Regions from separate parts of the Mus musculus genome. Here all the other regions are linked to region 4. The links are chromatin contacts, called in public Hi-C and HiChIP or PLAC-seq maps. All regions are on one chromosome and are shown on one strand. The core of a region is the stretch at or near the end of the contact, and the rest is flanking DNA. Distances in the headings are between cores, read along the strand shown. Region 1 has its middle 300 kb from the start of Gm20125. Region 2 overlaps Gm20125 (predicted gene, 20125). Region 3 has its middle 460 kb from the start of Gm20125. Region 4 overlaps Gm32543 (a long non-coding RNA gene).

What was found. HiChIP or PLAC-seq counts read pairs in DNA pulled down with a chosen protein or histone mark. Hi-C and Micro-C count contacts between places; a contact is called where the count stands out from the background.
Region 1: a RAD21 HiChIP or PLAC-seq map of pro-B cells shows a contact between it and region 4, with 5 times the contacts expected there. The contact joins two enhancer-like sites. A contact is called at or near these places in 1 of 15 datasets of contacts at CTCF or cohesin (pro-B cells), 1 of 115 datasets of contacts at active chromatin or transcription factors (large pre-B cells) and 1 of 9 other capture datasets (embryonic stem cells).
Region 2: a contact with region 4 is called in a Hi-C map of cerebellar granule neurons, with 1.7 times the contacts expected there. The contact joins two enhancer-like sites. A contact is called at or near these places in 2 of 484 Hi-C or Micro-C datasets (cerebellar granule neurons and granulosa cells).
Region 3: an H3K4me3 HiChIP or PLAC-seq map of bone marrow-derived macrophages shows a contact between it and region 4, with 7 times the contacts expected there. The contact joins two enhancer-like sites. A contact is called at or near these places in 1 of 15 datasets of contacts at CTCF or cohesin (pro-B cells), 2 of 484 Hi-C or Micro-C datasets (embryonic fibroblasts and peritoneal macrophages) and 3 of 115 datasets of contacts at active chromatin or transcription factors (bone marrow-derived macrophages, fibro-adipogenic progenitors and large pre-B cells).

Annotation. Positions count from the first base shown.
Region 1 is chr10:16,787,173-16,794,671 of GRCm38.p6, reverse strand. No RefSeq gene overlaps it. Among named protein-coding and RNA genes, the nearest start is that of Gm20125, 300 kb to the left of the region's middle. Within about 2 kb of position 4,736, at least 18 of the 459 cell types and tissues checked have an H3K27ac peak or open chromatin away from gene starts, as enhancers often do. A contact at or near this core is called in pro-B cells, where this site is marked.
Region 2 is chr10:16,989,031-16,995,774 of GRCm38.p6, reverse strand. Gm20125 (predicted gene, 20125) reads left to right here. Exons shown (of 9, transcript NR_038020.1): 2 at 5,318-5,479; 3 at 6,036-6,155. Among named protein-coding and RNA genes, the nearest start is that of Gm20125, 100 kb to the left of the region's middle. Within about 2 kb of position 5,429, at least 35 of the 459 cell types and tissues checked have an H3K27ac peak or open chromatin away from gene starts, as enhancers often do. A contact at or near this core is called in cerebellar granule neurons, where this site is marked.
Region 3 is chr10:16,635,749-16,642,759 of GRCm38.p6, reverse strand. No RefSeq gene overlaps it. Among named protein-coding and RNA genes, the nearest start is that of Gm20125, 460 kb to the left of the region's middle. Within about 2 kb of position 5,554, at least 23 of the 459 cell types and tissues checked have an H3K27ac peak or open chromatin away from gene starts, as enhancers often do. A contact at or near this core is called in bone marrow-derived macrophages and pro-B cells, where this site is marked.
Region 4 is chr10:17,520,904-17,528,387 of GRCm38.p6, reverse strand. All of the region lies in intron 3 of Gm32543 (a long non-coding RNA gene), which reads left to right. Among named protein-coding and RNA genes, the nearest start is that of Gm32656, 140 kb to the left of the region's middle. Within about 2 kb of position 5,992, at least 119 of the 459 cell types and tissues checked have an H3K27ac peak or open chromatin away from gene starts, as enhancers often do. A contact at or near this core is called in bone marrow-derived macrophages, cerebellar granule neurons and pro-B cells, where this site is marked.

The DNA.
Region 1 (7,499 bases), core at 3,487-5,986, 730 kb after region 4:
TAAAGGGGACTTACTAGAATGGCTTACTGGTAGCAATGGCCGTATTCTACTGAAAAGTCCAGCAATCTGTTAGTTGTTAAATCCATGGGGCTGGATTTCTCAGCTGGTCTTTAACATGTGAGTGCAAGCAGGCAGAGACCAAATATGCCCTCCACATAGACTGCCACCAGATGATATAGCCCTGATATAAGGTGGATCTTCATACCTCAAGTAATTCTATCAAGAAAAATCTTTTTAGAACTATACCTGGTGGATTGGGTTTTCGTTCTTTGCAGATGTAGAGACACTGACAGCAAAGAATATCCATTAAAGACTATAAATAAAATGAAAATTTAACTCAAATTTGTGTAATGCAAGAGAAGTGGTGCTTAAGGTAAATCCATGCATTGATTGCATGCTAAGAAAACAGGGACACACTTTGAACCAAGACTCTGGTGCTCTTGGAGCAGAATTTCATGTTCACTAACAGACTCAATACTGTGGAAATATCAGTTATTCAGATCTACATTTGTAAAAGTAAATCAATGTAGTGTTAATCAAAATCTCAGCATTCATTTTGATCATATCAACAAACTGATTTTGCTTTTTCTTGTTCATAATTCCCCAAGTCCAGAAGCAGCAACGATATTCTCTCAAGTGAGTGGGTTAAAAAAAAAAAAAAACACCTGTAGTATCACATTATTAGTGGAATATTATTCATTAATAAAAGGTAACAAGTACAAATGATTGAAACATATAAGGGAGCCTTTAATTTGCATTTCCAAGTAAAAGAGACATGTACTATACAAACAAACCAAGTCAGATGCCATTTTGAGAAAAGCAAATTCCAGACATTTCAAACTCTTCAGTTTTTCAATTAGAGCCTAGGAAAAGAAGTGAGGGATAAATAAAAAGGATGGCCACTGTTTGGAGGGTGGAAACACCCACACATCTCAAAGTTTTTAATCTAGAAATGTTCCTGTCCAAAGGAAGAACAGGGACAAAAACTGGAACAGAAACTGAAGAAAGGGCCAACCGGGAAACTGCTGCACCTGGGGATACACCTTGCCTGCAGGCACCAAACCCAATATTGTTGCCATGGTCAAGAGGCGCTTGGTGACAGGAACCTTGTATGGCTGTTCCTTGGGAGGTCGGGCCAGCAACTGACCAATGTAGAAGTGAGTGCTTAGAGCCACCCATCAGACTGAGCTCAGGGATCCAGGTAGGGGAGCTGGCAGAAGGACTGGAGGGGCAGAGGGGGATTGCAACCCCATTAAAAGAACAAGATAGGCTGACATGACCACTCAGTTCTCCCAGAGTCTAGACCACCAACCAATGTTTGTACCTGGAGGGACCCATGGCTCCACATACATATGTAGCATAGGATGTCCTTTCCTGACCGCAGTGGGAGGGAAGACCTTTGGTCATGGGGAGGTTTGATGACCATGAGTAAGGAGATAAGTGGTGGGGAGGGAGAGTGTGGGTGGGTGGGGCAGAACTCTCATACTGGCAAAGGGAGGGCAGATGTGAGAAGGGGGGTTGGAGGAGGGGTAACTAGGAAGTAGGATAACATTTGAGATGTAAATAAATGGAATGATTAATAAAAAGAAAGAAAAAATTATTAGTCTATGGTAAAACATTTCTTTAAAAAAAGGATAAATGGGGAAAAAAAGAAAAAAAAAGGACACGGGAGTTAGTGACTGGTAAGGGTTGTCTCTGTGGCACATGGCAAACATGTATCAAAACCCAGCAAACTGTACAGGTCAAAAGAGCCTTGCTTTATGTGAACTATGGACTCAGCTACCTTTTTAAACTGTATGCACTTAAATTCTTACATGAAGAACAAAATGTGTTTGTAGTTCATACAAAACAGACATATATAATTAAAATGTGAAAAGCAGCAATCTCCAAGTGAAGAGATTTAGAATTAATGGCTTTGCTTTTTCTGTCGTTTCTTTGCTAAACTCTTTCACCTCTTATTTAATGTTGTTAAAAATAAGAGTCTCATTAAACTATGACATGAATGTTAATTGACTAATAAAGTATATTAGGGATAGATTCTTACTGCAATAATAGTTTATGTACTGTGTACCAAGGTACTTTGAATGGATCTGTTCTTGCTTAATTGGAAGCACAGGCATCCCTTAAAGTTGTTTGTTGTTCTTGTTGTAGTAGATGATGTATTAGATGAATTTGAACAGATCAATGGATTTGATCCTGTGAGCATGTCTTCAAAGGGAACCAAAAGGTTCTCTTCTCCCAGCCTTATATTTTGCCAGATAGGTTTCTTATTTCTCCAGTCTGCCTATCACTTTAATAGCAATAATATTAAAGAATAAAATTTTTACTCTTTAGTCATTATCTAATGATTCATAAAATCTGTCTAGGGTACACAATCTTCTTTTATTTTCTTGATTTCTTCTATGAAACAAAATAGTTTATTCCTATGTCTTGTCATCAGGAAATAGCTTGTCTTAAGGGTTAATACTTCCATATTTGTTTCAAGGCTCTGGTTTTTATCTTTTCTTTTCTTTTTTCTTTTTAACTTAACAGCTTCATACTTTATTTTGTTTATAAAAGATCTTTTATTTTTATGTGTGATAAAATCCAGGTCCAGATCCACAGCGTTAGGAACTATTGAATTTTAGCAGCAAAGTCAAATAGTTTCTTCTGCAGATGTATTTCTTCCTCACTTTCCTTCACTACAAAATGAAGACTGTAAGTCAAGTCTTGCAAGATCTCCATGTGTTCTTTGTGATCCCAGTAGACGACATGCATTCTGCGCAGTCGCAGTCTACTCACTTCTAACACCTTTCCACACTTTATAATTGCATTCCTGCACCTGGTAGTTTCCCCTCGTGTATATGGGGATAATTCTAGCTCCAGTGTAGAAGAGGAAACGAAGCACCCCCCCCTTTTGGCAAACAAAACAGATGTTAACTTTTTAATATCCTTTGTATGCTACAGAGATTATATCTCTTAGTACACATGGCAGGTAAGTTTAGAACAGGATATTCACAGTTTTTGTGTGAGGAAATATTTAGTAATCAACTCTTTTCAAGGAAAAGAAAGTCACTTATTGGTAGCATTGATAATTTTCACATTGATACTTTCGCAACCTGACTATTTCAAGCCACCAGAATATGATCGACCTGTTTAATGTAATTCACGACCCTCATAAATCTGGTCCAGAAAAGTACTGAGAAATCCTGCCCTTCAAATACAGTTTCAATATTAGAATGAAAGAGACTCTCCTGATTTTGTTCACTTTAACTCTTTTGAGGGGGGCAATTTTCCATTGTGGTCTTTCTAGTAGGTTACTTTTATGTTATTCTTATAACAAAGGCTACTTCTCAACTTTGCTGTTACTGTTACTTTATCAAAAATCAATCAGAAAACTAATAATAGCATGTGTTAGATAAAATAGTAGTTTATTTCCCTCTTCCAAAGCATGGCTTGCAGCAGAATTTTATATTATTTTGTATTTTGATTTACAAAAATTTGTATAGGAATTATAAACTTAAAAGGTAATTAAAGTTTGTGAACTGAGGACCTACTGTGATCAAAATAGTAATTTGTAATTATCATCTCTACTATATTTTATTATTATCTACCAAATAAAATACCTCTTCTTAAAGTTACTGTTCTTCTTTTGTAATGCAACCAGTAGTGGATATTTTAGCTTTAGTCATTTTCATGATTTTGCCCTTTCACTAGGCTTTCTGAGGTCAGAAACGTTTTCTAGACTAATCCTTTAAAAGACGCTAGCCTGGGGATGGCTTGAAAATAGGACTAATCTAAAAAATACCTGTATATGTCTTAATTCCTGTGCATATCTTGCTTGGTTTATGCAGATGACCCTCACACCAGCACTGTTTTTAATCATAGACATCTTGGCTGAAATTTTCACAGTAATCTTTACATACTTTGTGTATGACCTTTCTCTCTTATTTAAGATTTTACATTATTTAAGGCATGGCTGAAGAATTACATATTTAACATGACCCCTACAGGTTTTAGAAGTTAGAAACAACAACAAAAATATGTAGGGGTGGTCTCTGCAGGTTTCTGAGCATTTTGTATTCATTTCTGAAGGGAGATGTCTCTATCATTCTGCTTAAACTTTATACTGTATGTCAATTTCAATGTAGAACAAAATCCACTTGCAAATGACACTGTGCTTACACCAAAAAAGGTGATCAAATAGTCATAGGAGCCTAGTCAAATAAATCCTGCATTTATAAAGATAGTATTTCATAAAATAGACTTAATGATGTTTATATGACTTCCTGTGAAAGCAGAAAGAACAGTATAATAATGGTATAAACATAGGAAATATCTGTCCCCAGGGACACATGATCACCATCTACAAGCCTAGAATTCATAGATTTTTGAGGCTATAAGAAAAATGAAAATTTGCTTACTACAGTTACTAAGGAAAAACAGCAAAAATAGTTTGCAAGAACAGACATGGTGCTCAGGTGAAAAGTTTACATGGAATATGACAAATATTTCAAATATCAGTAAGGTGTTTTTAAGAACGTCACAGATCCACTATTTTTTAATATGTTTGACAGACTCAATTTTCCTTCCTCTTCAAGTTGTGGAAGATGTTAGCTTTGAGTCCTCCCTGAGGAATTAGAAAAAAGAAAAAAAAAAAAAGAAAAAGAAAACTTTGATTTTCCCTTGAACTCATGTTCTTCCCCCTGTATTAGAATAGCACAGCAGCTGCTCTCTCGAATCTGGCAAATCCCAAGAGGGCTGGTTGTACTTGGTGATTGTAGTTAGCTCAGCTGCTCTGGGGTTAGAGTTGCTTCCTGCTGGTTCTGTGTCCACAAATATTTGTTAAATAATATGCTGAGAGAAGACATAGAAAGGATCTACAGCTGTGCTGGTAACCTCACCCCAGTATAGTCTAACAAATACTCCCAGAGTGCCTCAGAACACTCCTAATAGTCGACCATTGCTTATGAGCCTCACATGACATTTTCTTCCATATACAGAAGTCCGATTTTCTTTTAACACCCTTGGCTTCTCCTCAGGAAGGAAGAAAGGGTTATTTTTATTATTTAGCTTGGGGAAAAAGCAGTCCACACCAGTCACTTTTCCCCACCCTTTATCTGAGATAGCACCACTTTGGTGTATACTGTCATATCTTTAAATGCTATAATTTTATAAACAAAGTAAATCATTGAGAAGATTGACAACATTTTGGATGATGAGAGTACAGCTAAGAAAACATTCAGGAATCATGTAATTTGTTATCAGGAAGATCATTTCTTATCCCACAACATCAATTCCGTGGGTAATCAATATGGTATTTTGTTTTTTATCTATTTTCTTTTTATCATTTTGCAAACAGTTTAGAACCCTGATTTTGAATGCAAAGTGCTATTTATTGGATGCTATAATCCTTAGTGTAGAAGGAAATTCTTGGAAATTTGAACAAATTGTTTCTAAGTCTATACCAAGCACAAAACACTATCCTCCATAAATATCATCCAATTGTATAATTAACTAATATGATTTAAAGTCCATTTTAGTGAAAATTGTATCTGACTCTTTTCTTGATGTAGCTTTTGAAACTATTAAGCCCCATAAATATTTCTGAGCCCCATATATATTATTTAGGATAAGAATACATACCACCACATACATTAATGTGTAACAGGAGCAAATAAAAGAAGAATGGAAAATTCTCTCTCTCTCTCTCTCTCTCTCTCTCTCTCTCTCTCTCTCTCTCTCTCTCGTGTGTGTGTGTGTGTGTGTGTGTGTGTATGTGTGGTGTGTGTATGGGAGACAATTATATGTGTCTTTGATTACAGAATTAATTTACTCTATGACTTGGATTCTGAAGGGTTGTGTGAGTACTCTAATTGATTCCAAGATAATGGTGCCAGACCTTCCTTACAAAATTAGGCCTTCTTCCCCGTACTAGACTTGTTTCACCATTTGGATGTCTGTTAAATTGATGCTAACCCTTAATAAACTTAACATGTGAATACCTCATATTTCTAAGTGGGAATGCTGAACTTGTTAGAGAACAGTGAAAATGATTTCTGCAAGAAACAAACACAAACTTCAACAACCATATATTTTGTAAAAAATAATTGAATTTATGGAAATATTTAAAACCCCATAACTTTAATACATGGGTTAAGAATCTGGCAGATATTCAGCTCTCAAGAGAATTGGGCAGACTCGTCAGAAGTTCAAGACCAGTAATATGGGCTATGTAGAAGTAACAGATCTCAAGGAAGAGAGAGAAGGTAGAAGAATTAAGTGAGTGAAGGATCAGCTTCATTTTCTCCACCAATTAAAGAATTAAAGGCAGAAAATAAGAGTCATCAGAAATTTGGCTGAGTCATGGAGGAGACAACATATGAAATTGAGGAAACTTGTCTTTGACTTTTTAAAATTATTATTATTTTTAGAGTCTCATTTTATTTTTATTTTTTATTTAGATATTTTCTTTATTTACATTTCAAATGCTATCCCTAAAGTTCCCTATAAGCTCCCCCCGCCCTGCTCCCTTACCCACCCACTCCCACTTCTTGGCCCTGGCATTCCTCTGTACTGGGGCATATAAAGTTTGAAAGACCAAGGGGCCTTTCTTCCCAATGAAGGCTGACTAGGCCATCTTCTGCTGGCATGCTCCATATGCAGCTGGAGACATGAGCTCCTGGGGTACAGGTTAGATCATATTGTTGTTCCACCTATAGGGTTGCAGACCCCTTCAGCTCCTTGGATACTTTCTCTATCTCCTCCATTGGGGGTCCTGTGTTCCATCCTATAGATGACTGTGAGCATCCACTTCTGTATTTGCCAGGCACTGGCCTAGCCTCACTCGAGACAGCTATATCAGGGTCCTTTCAGCAAAATCTTGCTGGCATATGCAATAGTGCCTGGGTTTGGTGCCTGATTATAGGATGGATCCCTGGGTGATGTAGTCTCTAGATGGTCCATCCTTGCATCTTAGCTCCAAACTTTGTCTCTGTAACTCCTTCCATGGGTGTTTTGTTCCCTATTCTAAGAAGGAATGAAGTATCCACACTTTGGTCTTCGTTCTTCTCGATTTACTTGTGTTTTGCAAATTGTATCTTGGGTATTCTAAGTTTCTGGGCTAATAGCCACTTATCAGTGAGTGCATATCAAGTGACTTCTTTTGTGATTGGGTTACCTCACTATGGATGATATCCTCCAGATACATCCATTTGCCCAAGAATTTCATAAATTCATTGTTTTTAATAGCTGAGTACTACTCCATTGTGTAAATGTACCACATTTTCTTTTTAATAAAAGAAATTTATTAGAAATTTAGGAAGTATCAACAAGGTACAAAAGAAAGGAGAAATAGAGAAGATATGCCAGCATGGAGAACAGTCTCACAGCAGGCAGCCACATGATGGACAGGGCATCTTTAGAAGAAGAATAACTATTCCTACTGCACCACACTATGGTCAGCATCCAAAGGAAAAAGACAGGGGGAATGAAAAAGGAACTATGCCTTTCTTTCTAGG
Region 2 (6,744 bases), core at 4,180-6,679, 530 kb after region 4:
TACATGATTGCTCTTAATTCAGATGAAATATTTCATTTCTTTAAGTACATGGAAAGGAATTAGAGCCAGCTGAATGCAATAAGGAACAAGGAAGGAAGACGCTCAGTAAGAGGAAATCAAACCTGTTTACAAGTCTGGGATCTAAACACTTGTGAGGTTTGTGGTTTTGGAAACTATATTCATATGTTAGAGGAGAAAATGATGAATGCTAGATAAACATGAGTTTTAAATGGCCTGGGTTGGATTCTTATTTCTCATTGCACCCTAAGTACCTCTTTCAAATTCCTCTGAATTTCAAAGAGTTTCAACTCAGGGCTTAAAAAAAAAAAGAAAAAGAAAAAGAAAAAAAATGTCATTTAAACACTGGGTCATTTCAACATTGGAGGGAGAAACAGATGAGGCAGAAAGATGGAAAATGTTTTCAACCATCAAGATGTGTCTGTTTTACTCAGAAGACAGGTATAGTGTGGAATATTCATAGTATTCATAAAAACAATTAGTGTGTACAGTCACTGGAGGCACATCAAATTATCATCCCATACAATGGTAAATTTTCCGTTCCTAAATCCCTAAATCAGTTTCTGTTTCCAGTTCCCCTTTCAGTAGGTGACACTGGGAATATGCTAAACACAGCCCTTGGGCAAATTAGAAACAGAAGCTGGGGAAAACATTAGGAGCCTTTTCTGGGTCTTATTTCATTTTAAACTGTTGTGTCTATTTAGAAGGTAAAGAACATTAATGTAAGTGTGTTTTAGAAACAGAAACCCATCAACTGAGAAAGTGCCATCCTGGAGTTCTGTTCCGATGGCCTTATATATTTATTTAGTTGCTAATGTTTTAAAGGAATGGACACAGCCAGGTGGAGACTCCTGAAGGTGGCAGTCATTTTGAATCACCAAAAACCCAAATGATGGTTCTTGGCTGTAGGAGCTTTTGAATGTGTTGGCTTTGAAAGTTTCATGACTGGAAAAAAAAGGAAGGCTGAAGGGAATTGGCATTTTAATTCCATGTGGCTGAGCTTTTTAGTTACGTTCAGACACTTCTATTTTTATTTCTTGAAGCTGGGCCCATGGCCAAGTAGGAAGCTGCGGAATTATTGCTCTTGCCCTCACATTTAGTACAATCTCCTATAATACTAAGGTTAGGTCAGCTTTTTCCCTGTCCTTGCATTAAACCTACAAATAGATCAGATTTCGTGATAAGCACCAGTGGAAAAAGGACGAAGGACGGAAACTGAAACACGGACCCTGTTCAAGTTGAATTAGAATCAGATCCATTGCGTCTCATGTTTGCCTAGTGCTGGCCTGAGAACCTGCTTGGTTTCACCTCTGCACTCTAGTTGTTCTTCCTTTCTTCCTTCCTTCCTTCCTTCCTTCCTTCCTTCCTTCCTTCCTTCCTTCTTTCCTTCCCCTCTCTCTCTTTCTCTCTCTCTCTTTCTTTCTTTCTTTCTTTCTTTCTTTCTTTCTTTCTTTCAAATTCTTTTTCTTTTTCCTGTTGTGTGCTGATACACTTAAATGATAGCTCTTCTTGTTTTATGCAATGGAAAAACTATTACGGAATAGTTAACCTTGAAAGCCACTGACTGTATCTAAAAACAGAAGAAAAAAAAATCTCTCCCTTACTGTGCCTCTCATTGGTTGTTTGGAAACAGCTGCTTGATGCCAAGTTTGTACTTCGCTCTTATCAGCCCATTTGGTGAGATCAGAATGTGCCTGAATAACTCTGAAGGTTAAAATATGTTGTTGGAGATTTCTGTTACTGCTATTCCAGAAAGCCACCTAATAGCATCCTCACAGTCAGCAGGGACCAGGCTCTGTCTTTCTCATGATTGTGACACATAGTGGAAATTTACTGGCTTCTATATATCACAATCTCTGCATGGTGTGTGTCACACTCAGGATAAGCCCAGCAGGACAGCCTGCAAATGGCCTGGCAGGGTTGGTCGACCAACATATGGAACAGTCCCTCTGAAAACAAAAACATGCTGCATGCGCTCATGATCTGAGTTTTACATTTTGAGTTTTTTTTTTTTCTTCTCTAGCATAGATGGTTTAATTGTGGCACCTATAAACTTAATTTTTAGAAAACTCGATAATTATAATTTTTATAATTTCCTAATTCTTTTTTTTTCAGCATTCTAGAAGTTGTGCTTCACTGCTATTAAATACTATTTGGGTTGTACGGGTTTTTTGAAGTTGTTATTTATAGTACAACCCCTAAACCCTTATAATATATATTTTCATTTCATATATACCTAATCATTCAGACCTTCTTCCAGAATTGAAATATACTGCATTATCATAGCTACTCAACAACTAGAAAATATGCATGGCCCAACAAAAGCATTTGAATATTTCAAATTGCTGCTCTGTAATCTGAATGTCATACTGTGGCCTTAGTCTAGAAATGTCTATTAGAAAAAAAAGATGCCAAGGATTAATCTTGCCTTTTGTGGTGTGCTTACATTTATCTCCAAACAGTGTATAGTGTTTTGTCAGTTATTTATCAAGCTATTTATATGTTTATCTGGTGCCTGTCACTGGGGTACTCAAAGCCTTTGACAAGTGTGCTGTTAGCAGAAAATACTGCCCAGGAGAGAAAGGATATTCTTTTTTCACTTGACTCCTTCAGAGCAGAAGCCATAGTAATTCCTATATGATTTATTGAACAACCATTAGAAGGAAACAGGCAGAAATAGATCAGCCAATCACTCAAGGCATGGACACTGGATATCTATTCTTGTTGAAATTTCTGTCCAAGGAAGCATGAGAGTTGAAAAACAAATATAACCATCTTCCAAAAGGCAAGATAACAAACAGTTTTTGTTTTTTACTTTTTATAAAATGCCTTGTAGATGATTTTTGTTCTGTAGTATGTTATGTCCCTCTTTCAACTGCAGAACTTCCCTTGATCTTAGATGAGTGTCATTTGGGCAAAACCCCAATGAGTTATGTAGAAAGTGATAATTAAAGAACCATACATTAGCAGATGCAGATAATTTAATATATAGCAATTCTGAAGACTTATTATCACACCTGATGTTTGCAAATCAGTCACTTCCATGAGTGGTCCATCTGAGATTCTCATTTCTTTTTTCTTTTCTTTTTTTTTTATACTTTATTTTCTTTGCCTAAATGATAAGAGAAAGTTGTTAAATTAGCGATTTATGATCAGGATACTCAATAATGACAAGTCAGCCAAAGACAACCTCAATTTGTATTATGATATGATATTCTTCCACTATATTTTAATCCTTATAATGTTTCTACCTGAAAGGACCATCTTAACATTTTTTTCAATGTACAAAGAATGCTATTTCTTCTTTTCTCATAGCACTTGTTGAAGAAGCTAAAAGTCAACTGTCACCTCTCCATTAGGGCCACCATGAAATGAGAACACATAGGAATCTTGAAACAGTTGCTTGACTCCATATGGGAAGAATGTCTCTCTAGGAGACACTTAGTTAGGTAAAGAATTACCCTACTATCCTATCTCTTCCTGAGTTCAGATTTCTCATTACAGATTCTTTTTTTCCTATTCTTTTCCACATCTTCCACTGGTCATATGTTTTGAGGGATTTTTCACATCTATAAACCATGCTTCAATTCAAGGATCATTGAGATATTTAGATAACTTTTCTAGTAGATCCTTCCTTTATAGTGTTAGGATGAGTTCTTTCTGAAGCTTAACAAATTCTGAGGCAGGCTTATTATACCATCACCAGGTAAGGCAGTTAATAAAAATAACCCAGAGGAGAGAGTTCAAATCTGTATATGTGTGTTCATTTTGGTCCCATACAGAAAAGTACAGTGTATTTGAGAAATGATTGTGAAGATAAAACCATGTCTTCCTGTGCAAACTCCCACACACCTAGAAATAATTATCTTTAATTTTGCAGGGAATATCCAAAAATAGGTTCTTTTATATTCAATTTTTTCCCTTGAGCACAACATGGAAGTGAAAATTTAAGAATGTAATTATTTGCCATGCTAAGAATTCCTGAGTCTATATAACACTGCCACTCTGTGCTTTTCAGTAAGCAAATTAAAAGTTCAGATTATAGTGCCCTCTTTGGCAAAACCAAGGAGTGAGACCTGGTAACTCTTAGGATACTCCAGGTTCCAGGGTTTCATGTTCTATGATATTATCTTAGGAACTTAGCTACATGTTTGCATAGAAACATTTCATAAAATGAGTTCATATCATTGGCTTTGTTAATACCTGCATAGCTAGAGAAGAGTTAAAGACAGAGGGTAGATGGGAGGCAGAGAAGAGAGTCCCATAGTCCAAACATGCTTTTTAGACAAATTTAAGATGTACTTTCTGTGTAGAATTTGAGCAAAAGTAAAATCACTGTAAATTTTAGTGTCTATTTTATGGATGGTTATTAGGGATTTTAGTTATTTAATTTCCACAAAAATTCTAAAATAACTATTAGTAGCCAACTGAAACAGAATGCTAGACTCTGGCTGGAAAATCCCCAGATAAAAAGTTAAGAAGTGGCAGAAGTGCTGGTTTTTTGTGTGTGCTTGAGAGATCTAGCAGTTGCCTTGAGCAAATCACAACACTGGGGAACAAAGAGGTTCTCAACATAGGGTTAAGTAGCAACAAGGTGCTAATTCCTGCTGATTCTGTACTTTTCTGTCATCTAATAATACCAATCATGACAATAGAATACTGATGCAATATTGATCTAAAGCTGGAAAAAAACACAACTGTCTTTTCTCAAGAAAGAAATGTATTCACATGGGTGATATGCATCTAACTGTTCTCTTCTAGAGATTGCTTACAGAGTATTGATATATTATAGAGGGTTTCTATTGCACTTCAGATTTCTTAATGGATGTTGAGTGCTTTTTGTTTAATCTACCAAATGAAAGATAATTTATGCTTATTTGTATAATAACTAAGAAACTATCAAATATTTATTATTGAATTTAAGCAACAAAAATGGCAAGAAGAAACAACAGTGAATCTATTTTTTAAAGAAAAATGCAATTAAGTCTTTAGGGGGATAAGAATTTTCAGAACTATTATAAATAGAAGGGCCCATCTCAGCTTGATTACTTCAAAACAGCTTCCTGCAGCCTCCCACCAAGTAGATGAGCAATTAGAATAATCACAGCAATAAGTCAAAGACACTTGCTGTTCAAACTTGTGACTTTTCCTTTTGGCAATACTCCTCGGCTATTCCAGTTGTACACACACACACACACACACACACACACACACACACACAAGCATGCACATATTTAATGGAGTTTTATTTGGTAAAAGGCAAAATGCCTGAGACTGACTTTTTGTGTTTTGTCTCAAGGTTAACTAAAGGGCACTGAACAAGTAAAGCTGTGCTGAAAAGAACAGTGGCCAAGGCAGGGATATTCTTATACCACAAACAGTCATGCAGATGGAAGTCTGGCCAACAAAACCATAAAGCATCATGTCTCACTGTGACTCAATCTGTCAGCTCAAGTACAAGGTGACTCAGGAGAGGGAGGACTGTGTTTTGTTTTGTGATAAGTACTCAAAATTTCTTGTATATTCATGCCTGTTATATAGTGCTGATATAAAAGAATAAAAATTATTTTAATCATTTAATAATTGCAAAGACGGGTCTTAATTTCTAAATTTAAAGGAAATGAAAGACACAAAGCAAACGGAGTGAGAGAAAACCTAGAGATTAACAGTATCTGCCTGAGTCTGTACTTTTGTTTGTAATATCTCTATGATATTTCTACAACAGATGCTAGTCAGTTGATTCAGTATGCAAGGAAATTGACATTAAAAAAATAATAAGACAATAACATATCCTTTGCAAGGCAGTCATATGATTTTCTTCTGTCTGATTTTTGAGTATATAATTCTAAGTTTCCTCTTTGTTCTTTGGCTTATATTTTTAGATCTTCTAAGTTAGCAGAATCTTAAAAACACAAGGGTTGTAGAAGAGAATGTCAAATAATTTTGTTCAGACTTCCTTATAATGACATGCATTTTTAATACCTTGCCTGTTGTCCATCCTGTTCCTGTTTCCACAGCCTTGAGTACACAAGTTCTTCTGCATTCCCAAATGCTTCCTTCTTTTGTCTCCAGTTAAAGACATTTACCACTTTCTGGGAAGGATTTCAACTTCAACTTTTCATGAAATACGATGAGAGGTCAGTAGACACACACAGCAAAACCACATAAAATAAATCCCAATTATCAAAGAAAAAAAGACAAGGCTAGACATTGTTTTCATGGCTTAAGATTAACAAATATGTTTTTTTTCCATTTGAATGAAATATATAATATCTGAACACACACACACACACTGGGGTTTAATATCTAAATTCTGAAAACCATGCTTGCTAAATAAGACTTTGAAGAAGGAATACCATCTACAATATGAATTAGAATCCATCTATCTATCTATCTATCTATCTATCTATCTATCTATCTATCTATCTACCTATCTATCTACACACACACACACACACACACACACACACACACACACACACACACAATCAAAATAGAAACAAGAATGAGGACCTAAAAGTATTGTAATTGTAAATTATGGTATAACTAGATACACTGAGAGAAGCAAGAAAAGTGGAGAATCATTACAGCCACAAATTTTAATGTCTAAAATCATTGTTGTATAGGGATATGTCACCTAGTAAAGATAATTGCAAATGTTGCTATCATTCATGACGGCTATAATAGGAAAATAATATAAATGATTAAATACACAATTTACCACTG
Region 3 (7,011 bases), core at 4,305-6,804, 890 kb after region 4:
CATGTGAAGGTCCTTGATCCACTTGGACTTGAGCTTTGTTCAAGGAGATAGGTATGGATCAATTTTCATTCTTCTACCTGCCACTTGAACCAGCACCATTTGTTGAAAAAGCTGTCTTTTTTCCACTGGATGGATTTTGGTTCTTTGTCAAAGATCAATGACCATAGGTGTGTGAGTTCATGTCTGAGTTTTCAATTCCATTCCATTGATCTACTTGCCTGTTTCTATACCAATATCATGCTGTTTTTATTACTATTATTCTATAGTATAGCTTGAGGTCAGGGATGGTGATTTCCCCAGATGCTCTTTAAGTGTTGAGAATAGTTTTTACTATCTTAGGTTTTTTTTTTTTTTTTATTCCAAAAGAATTTTAGACTTGCTCTTTCTAACTCTATGAAGAGTTGAGTTGGAATTTTGATGGAAACTGCATTGAATCTATAGTTTGATTTTGGTAAGATGGGCATTTTTACTATATTAATCCTGCCAATCCATGAGCATGGAGACCTTTACATTTTCTGAGATCTCCTTTGATTACTTTCTTCAGGGATTTGAAGTTCTTGTCATACAGATCATTCATTTCCTTGGTTAGAGTCATACCAAGATATTTTATATTATTTGTGACTATTGTGAAGGCTATTCTTTCCTTACAAACATAATTCCAACTCAAAAATAAAAATAACAGGAAGCAATGATCATCGGCCCCTAATATCTCTCAACATCAATGGACTCAGTTCCCTAATAAAAATGCATAGGCTAACAGATTGTATATGTAAAAAGGATCCAGAATTCTGCTGGAAACACATCTCAGAGTCAAAGTCAAACATTACCGTAAAGTAAAAGGATGGGTAAAAAATTTCCAATAGAAACAGAAGGAACACTGCTCAATTCTTTCTATGAAGTCACAGTTATATTGATATCTAAACCACAAAAAGACCCAACAAGAAAAGAGGACAATAGACCAATTTTCCTTATGAATATTGAGGCAAAAATACTTAATAGAATTCTTGCAAACCACATCCAAGAACATATCAAAAGAGTTACCCACCATGATCAAGTAGGCTTCATCCCAGGAATGCAGGGATAGTCAATATATGGAAATCCATCAATGTAATACACTATATATACAAACTCAAAGGAAAAAAAATCCCACAGAATTATCTCATTAGATGCAGAAAAAGCCTGTAACAAAATACAACACTCTTTCATATTAAAAGTATAGGAGAGATCAGGAATTCAAGGTGCTTACATAAATATAATAAAAACAATATACAGCAAAACAAAAGCCAACATCAAACTAAATGGGGAGAGTCTAGATTCTAGCTCATGGCTGTGCTGAATTCTTTTTCCTGATTATCAGGCTTAGTCTGTCTAAGCAATTCTTCAGTCTTTCCTGTCTTTTATTATGTTGGGAGTTAAAAGATGATGATCAGTCTCCTTATTTAGTAAGATACTTCTCAATTTGTATGTGCCTGTTATTATGTCCTTTGTAGTTTGTTATATCGGTTGGTAGATGAAATTCTTTTTATTCTTGGTGATACTGACATTGGTCTGTTGGCGAAAATTCTATCAGAACCATGAGAAATCTTTTTGTAAACACAGTAATATCCTGTATTATTATTTTGTAAAAATGGACTATCTTTAGGAAAGGATACCCTGAAATGTCTTAGCTTCCCTCTATGTAAAGCTCTTATACCATTCCCTGCTCTGCTTCCTCAATGTTATATCATTGCTTAGCTATGACTGACTTATTCTTTTAGGAGAGCAAAGAATTTAGTTGATGCTTAGACTGCATTATAATCTGCTCTCAATAATGCAACCTACAATATTACATTAAATTATCTCCAGACTTGGAGATGTTGGATGGGTGGGAGTTGGGATAGGGATTCACTCTCTTAGGAAGGAGATGGAGAAATCCTGAGGGTCCTAAATATTTTCTACTATACCGTGTTTTGTTATTCTATTATTCTAGTCTAGTCTAGTCTAGTCTAGTCTAGTCTAGTCTAATCTATTGTTTTGTATGAAGGATCTTACACTATAGTCAGGAGTGACCTGGAACTTACTTTGTAGCCCAAACTGACTTACAACTTAAGACAAACTTTTGTCTCAGATCCCAAGTATTAAGTATTCCACCTTAAGATACATTGTATTTCTTTTTTTTTTCTTCTACCCACTCTTTTCAGGGGAATTCTTCTTTAATATTCCAATTTAGAAGTACATGGGTATCTGGGGTATTTTTCTTTTTAAAATTAAAAGCTGGTATAAAATTCAATGACTGCAAGTGAGGTTATGGAAGTCAGAAGGAATGACACTTGAGGCGATGTGAGACTTGACTCACTATCATGTTTCAGACACTTGATGAGAAACATCTGGTATGTGACCTCTAACAAGTCCTGACAGGGTCAGGTCTCCGGGATTAGTGCAGCGAGCTCCATGCTGCAAGGCATGCATTGATGGGAAGCTTGGATTTCTGGATAGTTTAGAGATTGAGACGTGAACAGTGCTGTAGTATTTATGTTTGGGACCTGTGGATTAGGCTGAAACCAGGAAGACCAAGGCTCAAGTGAAGCCAAATTCAAACTCCATATGGCATTAGCTGAAGAAGAGATTATTTACCATTATTCTCATGGCAGAATGTAATAGTGTCCCGAATGTACCCTGCCATGCATTGATGGGCTCAGCTGAGAAATGAGGTAGTATTTCAAGAATAGCTGGTCTTTACCTTCAGGACTCGAAGAGCTCTGAAGTCAGAAAACACCATATCTAAACATGAGAGCTTACAAACTGGTACTGCAAAAAGGACAACTCTACAATACTTGCACTAAAAAAAAAAAAAAAAAAAAAAAAGTGTTGTTGTATAATAAACAGTAGCAGTGTTTCTGCCTAGCTGTCAATCATGCATATCACATAGCAAGAGTTGTCCAAAACGTGTGTCCTCAACAAAGATTTGAGTCTTTTTTTCTGAAACTAATGTCTGTTTTTATCTTTCAAATGTTAAGTTTACAGGATTGTGTTGTTTTGGTTGCTTATTTTGATTCATGATGAAGAACAAAAAATTGGAGATTCTTGTAATTTGCATGCCCAGAGGCCTGTAATTATGAATAGAAAGCTGTATCTAATTTTATAATACTATTTTCTTATTTTGTGATTTTGATAATTTGCAGCAATTATAAACATATGAAACAGAAATGTTGTTGTACATACACATGATTCAGAAAAAATAAATTGTTCTTCAAATTTATGTCTCTAAAAAAACCCAAAACCTTAAACCAATATTCCTGTATTAATTTTTAGATTATTTGATATTTGTATAAAGTACAGTGACTACAATTCAAACAAGGGGAATTACAACTTCATGTACATATAGCTAAACACAAATGGAATATCTATTTTAAAGGATGAAAAGTTAAAATCTTAACATTGCATATAGTTAATAACATAAAATGGAACTCAATATTATATACATCTAAACCTATAGTATAAGGCTTTAAAGATAGGTGTCATATTCAAAATTAACTACTTGAGGTTTAGGGTATAATTTCCAGAGAATATCATATTTGAAGCAATAACATCTTTGTCTTTCCTAATTGTGGATGGAAATAAGTATTTTTTCTCTATATGATAAATTAATAAACGTTTGGGGTGGGTGACAACTGCACATAGCCCAATTAAAAAATATATGTATATATGAACATGTATATAGTTGGAAAGTTCAAAGAGCACAAAATAATTGTTCAAGAATGAGATTATCTTAGGCAGTATAGGATTATTATGTTATTCATATTCCTAAATTAGTAATTTTAATATCTATAAAATGTAAGAAGTTAGCACAAAATGTTTTGACAGCAAGTAAAATGTGGATATATTAATATCTGTATATTTATGGTATAATTTGTTTCTTTTTACATTATGTTTAACTTAAACAGATTATGAAATATAAAGACATCAAAGTAAACACTAAAATGCATTATGTAGTGAAGAATATAAAAACATACTTTAAAAGTAATGCTGCATTTATATGTGCTAAGTTAGTATGAATATATTATACTAACATTGTTATTTAACAGTCATTTATATTGCTATGTTATGAAAGTCTGTTCAGCAGTCACATATTTTTGTCAGTGAAGAGAATATAATTATTTTGAATACAACTACTGTTTCATTTATTACACATTTGTTTTCAAATAATATCTCCTCTAATTTTGCTGTCACCAATAAAGACAGAGCTAGTTTAACTTTCTTTTTCCTCTCTCTTTTTGTTCTTCCTTCTCTCCTTTCTTTTCTTGGTTTTCCTTTTTTGTTAATGCCTATATGCCTCTGTAGCTCCTGCCACTAAATCCTCATTTCCATTGGCTGTGTGGCTGAGTCTCTTCCCTCTTGTTCCATTTTTCTGCACTAACAGCATTAGGGCAGTGGAAATGAAATGTTACAGTCAACAGTGTTTAATATTTTTTTGTTCTTATCACTGTTAACACTTCTATTACTATCAAAACGTTTGGATCAGCACTGTCAGTTACACAGAACCTGCTGACACACCAAGGAAAACTTTGATAAACAGTTCTGCTGCGTTTTTCTATATTCTGCAGAGTTCTTATGTCAAAATGTTTCTTTGTTCCTTGGGATATTTATGTTGAAAAAATATATTGTGGTTTGTTAAGGGGGTGGTTTTGTATTTCTACTTGAAGTTTTAATCCTTTACTTCTAACCTCACAGTAGGTTGCTGTAGAAGTGATTAGATTGTAACAAATATAGGATTATTGTAATTCAGGGCAGACAATAAGCTGGGAATGATTTTCTAAAGAACAAAGATGTCATTTTCATGGAAATATAACAACAGTTTCAAAGAAAGGAGCAGGTTTGAAAGAAATAAATATGTGCTTGACTAGGGCAGATTATAAGAAGAAATAAAGACCAAAATTTCAAATGAAAAATTGACAGTTCTGAAAATTTACATTCACTCTTTTCTTTGAGTTCTAAGGCTCTTTGAATGTATGCTTATGGGCTTTCAAGCTTACTGCTTGCATTCATCAGGACCCCCTCTTAAATACCTACATTTAATTGAAAGCGACATTTGACCTTGAACAAAGAACAGCAGTTTCTCATTTATTTTTGTAAGGCAGAGTCATCTTCTACTGCATATTAAATCTTCCTTTGCATGTGAAAAAATGGAATTCCCAAACGTTGTAAGCCCAATGAAATTGTATATGCTACACAGGTTAAATGTTAGATGGCGGCAGACATTATATTGAGGACATTTTCTAAATAAGTTAAATATGGAAAATAACTGAGCAAATTGTCAGTATTTTCAGAAAATATTTCCCTCCCTTTCACACTGAGTGTGGGAAAGGGATTCTCAGTGCAAGATGAACTTCACTTAGTATGTGTCAAGTTACTACAGAGGACAGTTGCTTATCCTCAAAGAATAATGCTGCTTTGACAAACTTTTGAATGGTGAGAGTTACAGAGACAGTTTTCATCCTCCACTCCCATGACATGCCATTTTATAGCTCTGCTGATGAGCACACAGCTCCATCTGGGGGCAGAGCCAGAGGGAACATTTTTTGTCTTGGCTGGATGGCTGTCATCATTGTGCAATAGAAGCTTCCTGTGTCAACAGCACTCATCCATAGCCCATTCTTGGTCATACTTCTATCTAGTTTATTTCATGACATTCTGTAAGGTCATGGTGTTCATTCTAAAAGCCCTTCTGTAGGAGTCTCAGAACCTTGTAATTGGTTCTTCTTCTCTAACTGTTCTTCTGTGTCTACACATCCATTCCTTCTGGCTTTTTCAATGTAGCTTGTATTTTTTTTTCAGATCTAAATTACAGAACATTTTCAATTCACCTCCAAAATTATCTGTACTATTTGCACTTCTCTTCCTTATTCTTCATCTTTATTTCCTGTCAGGTCTACATTCTTATCTTCAAGGGGCTGGACTACTCTAATGATCCTTGGTTCTACATATTGGGTCCTTTCTCCTGAAACAATGTATTCTCTCATTCCCACCCTTTTCATTGGTTATCTCATGGCCACACCCAGACAATATACCTGAAGTTATTTATTTGGCATTGCTAACCTAGCTTCTTTTCACTTCACACTTTGGCATCTAAGAGTATTCCTTCCTCTGCATCAACACACATGACTGATTCAAATCAATAAATTCAAATCAATAAATTGAATAAGTTACAAATATAATTTTTTATTTACCCTCACTGTAATATCATGACTAATTATGTCTTAGTAATGGCTACTTGAAACACAGAACCAGCATTCTAATTACCATTTGCCAATACTTAATCTACCATTGGCAATATGTAATGTGAGTGTGTGCACAAGTATGCATGTATGCGCGCACACACACACACACACGTGTGTGTGTGTGTGTGTGTGTGTGTGTGTGTGTGTGTGTGTGTGTGTATTTGTGGTGCAGATGTGTGTCAAGAGGTTGCTATACACATAAGTATGGATGGACATAGACTCCTTGAATGTCGTACTTTCAGCATCTACCTTGCTTTTTGAGACAAGGTCTCTCACTGACACAGAACCCACCAAATAGGCTGCTGATCCTAGGAATATGGCTATCTCTGTCTTAGCAGTAATGGATCACAGACATGTGCTCATGGACTTGGGGTGATTTGTAAGACATTTTCCCTTGCTGAACAGTATGATCTGTAGCCCTTAATCAACATCCTTTTAACTGTTGTTCCAAATAGACACGTAAGCGACAGCATCGTTCTGCTCAGAATCTTTAGTTGCCGCCTGTCAGGAGCAGGTGACTGAGTAGTATATGGTTTAAGTGATGACTTCTCCACATAGAAGGTGTGGAATTCAGCCAGCCTGTTGATTTCTTGCTGTGCCTTTTCTTACTTATTTCTTCAATTGTTCTAAACGACTTGGAGGTTGAGTTGGACAACATTGTGCTTTTTTTTTTTTTTAAATCAGTAGCATCACACATGTAAGTAGTAAAAAGATCCTGACTTTTGTCATTTTATTATTACATCTATTATAAATG
Region 4 (7,484 bases), core at 4,743-7,242:
GCAGCCACAGCCTAGCCCAGCAACAGCTGCAACCTTGTCCAAGTTCCCAGCCACCTTGCCTGACACCAGCACTGGCTGGGGGACTCTTATTAAACAGGACATACTTTCTCAGAGACTTGAAGGCTATCTTAGGCTTCCAGCAAGCACTGGTGAGTAATGTTAAGTTTCTCCATGTGCTTTACATGAATATCAGGCTAAAATTAACACCGCTTGTAGACAGAAGGTTGCCAAGAGCACACTCACATCCATTATACCCCGGAAAAAAACTTTCTCTTTAAACCTAGAGGGGAAATGGAGAGAAAAAGCCCTCCCAGCAAACCGTGTGCCTGGTTTGATGTAAGCTAGGGTCACGTGGAGAGATGCCTCTTTATTTCTGTCCTTTCTACTGGCTGCATTTAGACTTTAAAAAATTAGTCTCTCTTTATGGTTTTTTTTTTTTCTTTTTTTACTTTTTTTTACTTTTCTTTTTAAAAAATCACCTGCTGTAGAAATCCTAGTATTTGGTATTTTTAGATGCTGGGGCCAGAGCAAGTGTAACAATGGAGACCATTTTTCCCCCTTATGAGCAATTCTTTTTTGCTTTTTTTCAGGGCATGATAAAGTATGAGTACTAAAAAAGTCAAGACATCCCATGTTAACTCCTTAAGGCCAGTAGCCCAAAACCCTAGTAAGATGTAGGACGCTAGCCCTAGCACAGCAGAGGCATTTAGGAAAATAAGTGTTCCTCAAAGCAACTCCCCCCTCCAAGTTCTACAAACTTTACAATTAGACACATTTATTTCTTCATCTGTTGTCATTTAGTTGCAACCTTGAAAGGGAAGCAAGACTGCTACTTTCTGCTTTGATTCCTTTGTTCCTCTCCCTGACATTTCTAAACCCAGTGTTCTGTGCACTGTTTAGTTTCTTAAGAATTTTTCTCCTTTAGAGAGAGGAAGTGTGTGTTCTACAGGAGGACAGAACCTCCTGTCTTTTCAATTGCACTTAAAAGAAAACTCAGTCCAAAGCTCTCAGAATAAATCACCTATGAAAGAGGGGGGAGGATAACTGGAGGGGAAGAATGGAAAAACACTCGGAGCTGTGTCAACATTTTAACTTTCAAATGAATGCAGGCGACCCCTTACTGCGGTCCAGCCACCATTTGTGAACTATACTGGGTGCACACAAATAATACTTTCCTTCATCCTTCCCACACCAATGAAGAGGGGCTGACCTTTAAACTTCCCTTACTAAGAACTCACTTTCTTCCTCAAAATTCATTATTCATCTATCTATCTATCTATCTATCTATCTATCTATCTATCCATCTATCCATCCACTCACTCATTCATCCATCCATCCATCCATCCATCCACTCATCCATCTATCCATCCATCCATTCACTCGCTCATTCATCCATCCATCTATTCACCCATTCTTTCATCCATCCATTCACTCATTCATTCACTGACATAGCCTTAGGGAATACCTGCTATGTGCCATTGACTAGACAAAGCTAATGGAACCCAGAGGTGAATTCAAGGTAGATCTAGAATAAACTTCCCAAAGCTGAAAGTCTAAATTTTTTTTGAAGAAAAAAAAAAAAAAACAGTCTTTAAAACAAACAATTACACAAACAGATGTAAGATCACAGATCTGATAAATGGCCATCAAGAATAGTACCTGCTGCTATGGATTAACACAAGAGATGGAACAAATCCACCTTCAAGGTAAGTAAGAAATTGGAAGGTTGATGCGAGTTAGTTCACTGAAGAAAGAAACAAGGAAACGTCTGCATCAAACAATATGCTTTAAGAGTAGAGGTGAGACAGGATGTGGGAATCATGGAAAGAGGGCCAGTATGGCTGGAGACAGGAGGTCAAGGGTCGGCTAGTAACGACTGTAGGGGAGAGGAGCCAGGAAAATGAGCTTAAAGGTTGAAGTAGAATTTCTGTTTTTCTCTTTAAATAAAAACTATTGATGATGATGATGATGATCACAATGACTTGGAGGAAGACATTCATGTCTGATACTGTAAATATGACCCAGAACCCATGGTTGGGTGTTCATAGGCTCTAGTGGTGAACTCACTATTATTTTACTAAATCCACCCAGTTTCAAACTGCCCTCTAAATTCATATCTTTACACGTAGAAAAATGCCACTCACAGACCTCATCATAGAAGTTTCTAGGTGTGGCAGATGGTGCGTAATGTAGAAATTTGTAACTTCTAAATTATAGAGAATGATTTCTGTGGCATGCTCAGCTACAAATGAGCCATCTAGACCATGCCCCCTCCCCAAGGCTCAAGAACCATCTTAAAAGAGGGTCAGAAAGATTGTAAGAGCCAGAGGTCAGGGAGGGCTGGAGCTAAACCATTTTTTTCTGGACCTGCCATGGCCACTGCACTCCTGAAATCACAGCAGCTGTGCATAGGATCAAACTTGTCAAAAGACATTTAAGAGTTTTATGTAGTATAGGGTAGCTGCGAGGAAGAGGATAGAAGTCAGAGGAAAGTCTTTCCTTTTTTCAGTATGGTTTCTTAAAAGATTATTTTGAGACTTTCACGTATGCATTGTGTATTAACATCATTCCTCCTACCCATCCCTGATTATAGAAAGTTGGCAGACAACAGTGAAAGAGAAATACATGCTCCCTTGACTCCATCATGGCCTTTCTCCACTGCCCTGAGTTCACCATAGTATCTCTGACATCCTTCCTTTTTGCCTCATGATCTCTGCTTCTCCTACTCCACGGCTCAGGGTGCTTGTGTCCTCCTCACCCCAAGGACTTGCTCCTGAGTTAAAATTCCATTCTGCTGGTTCCCTTTCTTCTTAGACCATGGCTGTAAAACCTCACTCCCAGCACAGAGAACTAGGCAAATATTCTTATGAGGTGAGGCCAGCACAGTCCTAGAATAACACAAATTAGCTGATACCTGGCACTAAGACTATGTGGGACTCTTTGGAAGGCTGAGTGTGGGGCCTTGTACCCTATGGTACATTGTTTCTATGGGGAAGGCTATTTTTAACAAGCACTTTAATGTCTTTAAGGCATTTATGAGCCAAATATATATTTTTAGGGACTTTGTGTAAGTCCATTTGTACTTTATACATTAGTGATGTATGCCATCATGTTGTTGGATGAGTGAAGAGCTGACCAAAATTAGCCCCCAAAATAATTGTTTTTCTTCAGATTCTGGCTAGTTAGAAACAGTGATTGAAAGATTGGGATTGCAAGTGTTGCTGAACTAGCCCAGTCTTTTTTTTGTTTTTCCCCTGCTGTTGTTTGTTTTATGACTTGAACTCAATTTCAGCATTTAATAGAATTTTAACATTTGTTGTTAAGAAGTAAAGTGTCCTTATATATCCTAGGCTGGCCCTGAACCAGAAATTTTCCTGAGTGCTGGGATTTCAGGTGTGAGCCACCAGGCTTGGTACAGAATGAAAAATATTAAGTCATTGTGAACTATTAATCCTTTAACGGTTCACTACTGACTACCTACCTCTGTTTGCCCCTTTTCCAGTCCTCCAGCCCACATTTTACTATAATTAAACTCTTATCTTTTGCCAGGTAGTGGTGGTGCATGCCTTCATCCCCAGCCCTCTGAGGCAGAGGCAGGCAGGCCCTAAGTTCAAGGCCAAGGTGATTATTCCAGGAGGATGGCCAAGGATTCACAGAGAAACCATCTTGGAAAACAACCAGTCCAAAAAAAAAAAAAAAAAAAAAAAAAAACAAAAACAAAAAAACCAAAAAAAACCAACCAAACAAACAAACAAACAAAAAAACCAAACAAACCTCATACCTTTGCTGCTCACAGTGAAGGAATATTTTAAAGTTGTGTCTTCCCAACCCTTAGCCTTATTTCATTAGGAGTATGAAGGAACTAAAAATGCTACTTCTCAGCAAATCCTATTGTGTATTTACTATAAGTTGGATGCTCACAGCCCTGGGGTAGAATAGGAAAGAGAGACAAGCCTATGTCTTGATGTCTCATACAGCTGATAGTGGTACTAAGCCCTCAGAACTTCCTATAATGATAGAAAAGATCTCTGGTCATTACAGTATGCACTAGCACTTGAAAAATGTGGCATTGAAGAAAAAAAAACCTATTTTTTTCTTATTATTTTATTAATGAATTAAAAATAGCTACAGGAGGCCACTGAATTGAAAAGTCCCATCGGGAGAAGGATGCAGGAGGAGATAGGCTTAATGAGATATAAAGGAAGATAAACAGAGAGGGCTGGGCTAAAAATAACCAAATAGAGCAGATGGGAGGACTCGTGGGGAGAGGAAGAGAATGAACCAGAGGGGACTGGGATCTCAGCAGGATGCCAGTGGGGGAGGGGAAAATTAGAACAAAGTATAATGACATATTATATATATGAGTTATATATAATATATGAAAATTCGACAATGAAACCCATTAGTTTGTATGCTAACTTTAAAAATTAATAATTTTTTTTTATTGCAGCAATGAAAGAGCAAAACCAACTAGTGACATATTTTGGAACTAAGGAAAAAGTTAGACTCGAGATTAATGTCATGTTAACATATGGAAAATGTGGGAGACATGACATTTATACAGTCTTCTAGGGAAATAAGTTTAAATGTGTTAACAAAGCTAAAAGTCACCCTCAGAGGATGACTGGTCATTTTTGTGGCTCTTGTCAAGCCTTACAGATGCCGTCCCCCTCTAGAAAGACTATGAAGCCCACAAGGACCACAAGGATTTTGGAAGCATCAAGCGACCCTGACTCTACCCACATGCTGGCAATCTTTATTTATGGAGCTTCTCAACAGGAAGGAAGTTGAGCTTTTAAGGACAAATGGATCTTGCAAGGTTTTAAAGCTCCATCAAAGAAATGCAGTCTAAAATGTTCCATTCTACCAGGAAGAACGTCACCCATGACACAAAGTTGGAACAAGGCTGCCCTTGGATTGCGTGCCGGTGAAGACCTTCGTTGTTCCTTCTGGGTCATCACACACTTAGCTTAGAGCACACTCAGAGTCGTGGGTTCAAGGACCACGGAGAGCAAGTTTTCTTCACCAAGGCTAGTGCTCTCCAGACCTTCTGTAGCTGCTGAGCTGGAAGCCACCTTCTTTCTAGATTCTTCAGAGTCACTGTACTCGAGAAGAAGCCAAAGTAATGACAAGTGAAGGAAGAAGAAAGAAGGCCTGTGAAGCACTGGTGAGCATCATAGGCCTTTAAGGGCTGGCTCGGAGCTCCTGCCCGGGATCTCAGAGCACAGGCAGCTCTGTGCAGGAGCTTGACTGGCCACTTTATATGTTACTTTGTTGAATTCAAAAGGAATAGAAAAGTTCAATGAAGTCCTTGTTGATGCATTTGTCCAAAGAAACATTCGGCCAGGTGGATTTTAATTTCATGTTGACTGTAGTATTGTTTTAGCCGTGCTCCCTGTGGCTGTGGCTGCTCTAGTAGTATCCCTTTCCTGGAAGGCTGCCTTCAAACACTCCATTATTATAACATTTCGTTTGCTTGTTTTTGATTGGTTTGGTTTGATTTTTTTTTTTGAGACAGGGGTTTTCTGTGAGCTCTGGAACTCACTGTGTAGATCAGGCCATAAACTCAGAGATCTGCTTGCCTCTGCCTCCCAAGTGCTGGGATTAAAGGTATGTGCCACCACGCTTTATCATAATTGTATCATCTTAACTCTAATTCAGCCTACTGGGTTGATTCAAAGGCATATTTTCTTTTCCTTTTAAGTATGCTAAAATTAAAGTACTGCCTTTTTATGCCTTTTATATTGTTGATAACCAGGACCAAATACAAGAACACTTCTTTTTTTTTCTCATAAGTTTTTACATTCTGATTTCAGAATTTCATATATTCAAAGCTTGCCCTTCAAGTTTCCATAGGGAGAAAGGCTCTTCTGGAAGGCTTGAGGAAAACACTGGAATTTGGCCAGTAAGGTCAGGCTGGGTTACAGGCCTCTGTGGGGCCAAAGTCCAAAGCAACAAGCAAGAGGAAAGCACTCCTTGCAAGCTGCTTCTTCTTCTTCCTCTTTTTTTTTTTTTTTTTTTTTTTAAAAAACTTCCCCTTTCAGAGTCATTAGAGCACTTGTGTGTGTGTGTTTTATTATTTCAGCAACTCCTTCTACAGGGATGTGTTCTCTTCATGCACAGAAGCCCTGTTCAAACATTACCAAGAAGACTGATAAGAAGAAAAAGCATCCACTGATGAGTTCTCAGAAAGAAAGCATTAGATTTAACGACAGGGCAATACTGCTATGATTACTCGGCCCAGCTGACAGCGAGGTTGCCAGGCAGCACTTGTTCTGCCAAGAACGGCGGGAGAATGAGGCAACCATGTGGTTTGTATTACCAGGGTTTTTTTTTCCCCCACTAAAGTTTTTCAAGGTTCAGAAAGCGAACGTCACCCCCAATGATAATTCAGTTTGGAACAGCTACATTTTCTAATGCTGCGTTCAGCGACTGTGGATGTGTTTGCATCCTCATATGTGTGCTCACATTTTCACAATGAGGATGAGATAAAGTACAGCATCTCTCAAGACCCCACTGGATGCAAATAGCCAACCTCCAGGCCAAATTCTGCGCTTTCAAAAAAGAAAGAGAAAGATTAAAAACCTCCCTTGCATTTCCCAGGCTTCTACTTACAGCCTTTAAGAAGACAGCACAGAAAAAAGAAGCCAAAGCCAAGTTCAGCGCAGCTCTCGTCTACGTACTTGGTCCAGCCAACTTTAGAGTTGGAGTTGATTAAAAAGAAAAGTCATAATTTACCACAAACTAATCAGTCTGTGTAAAAACCATAAAATTAAAATGTTTTCATTGTTTTTTATTTTTTTTGTCATCTGATTTTTTTTCCACTTACAAGAGGTTGACAAATCTAAAATTATCCAGATTTTGGAATAATCTTGGGTCTTCTTGGAAATACTATTCTCAGGAAGTCAGAAATACTAAATTTCAACAAATGATTAAATTCTTAAGCAAATTTGCAGTCATACAGTTGGTGGATCTGCATTGATTTTAGTAAAATTCCTTGTGAATTAAGTCCCTTCTTCACAGAAATGCATATACCTCTGACCCTGTCTACTTTGTCAACCTTCCTACCATGCTGATCTCATGCAACTCTAAAAGAAACAGAGTTTTAAGAAGTCATTTTCTTCAAAACTGCTGGAGTTTAGATGTCCTTATTGCCTTATTAGTTTTATGGCTTCTGGAAGATCTACTATGATTGCCCCTGGAAAGTAGGCCCTTTTCCCAGAGGATATAAGGGGACGAAAGAATCCATAGCTGCGGCAGTCATACATTTCTGCCAAGACTTTTAAACAAAGAAGAAAAACTCTATTTGTCAGTCAGAATGATCTGGTCTAAGCAAAAATGAGGGCCTGTTTAGAGAGATTCCATCAAGAATAGTCATTTGGACTCCAAAAATATGCTTCAGAAAACACTAAATTAGTTTTGTCAAAATATAACCTTTGTCCTCAAAACAATGTTATTCTACATAGCATCTGTCTGTCTGCCCA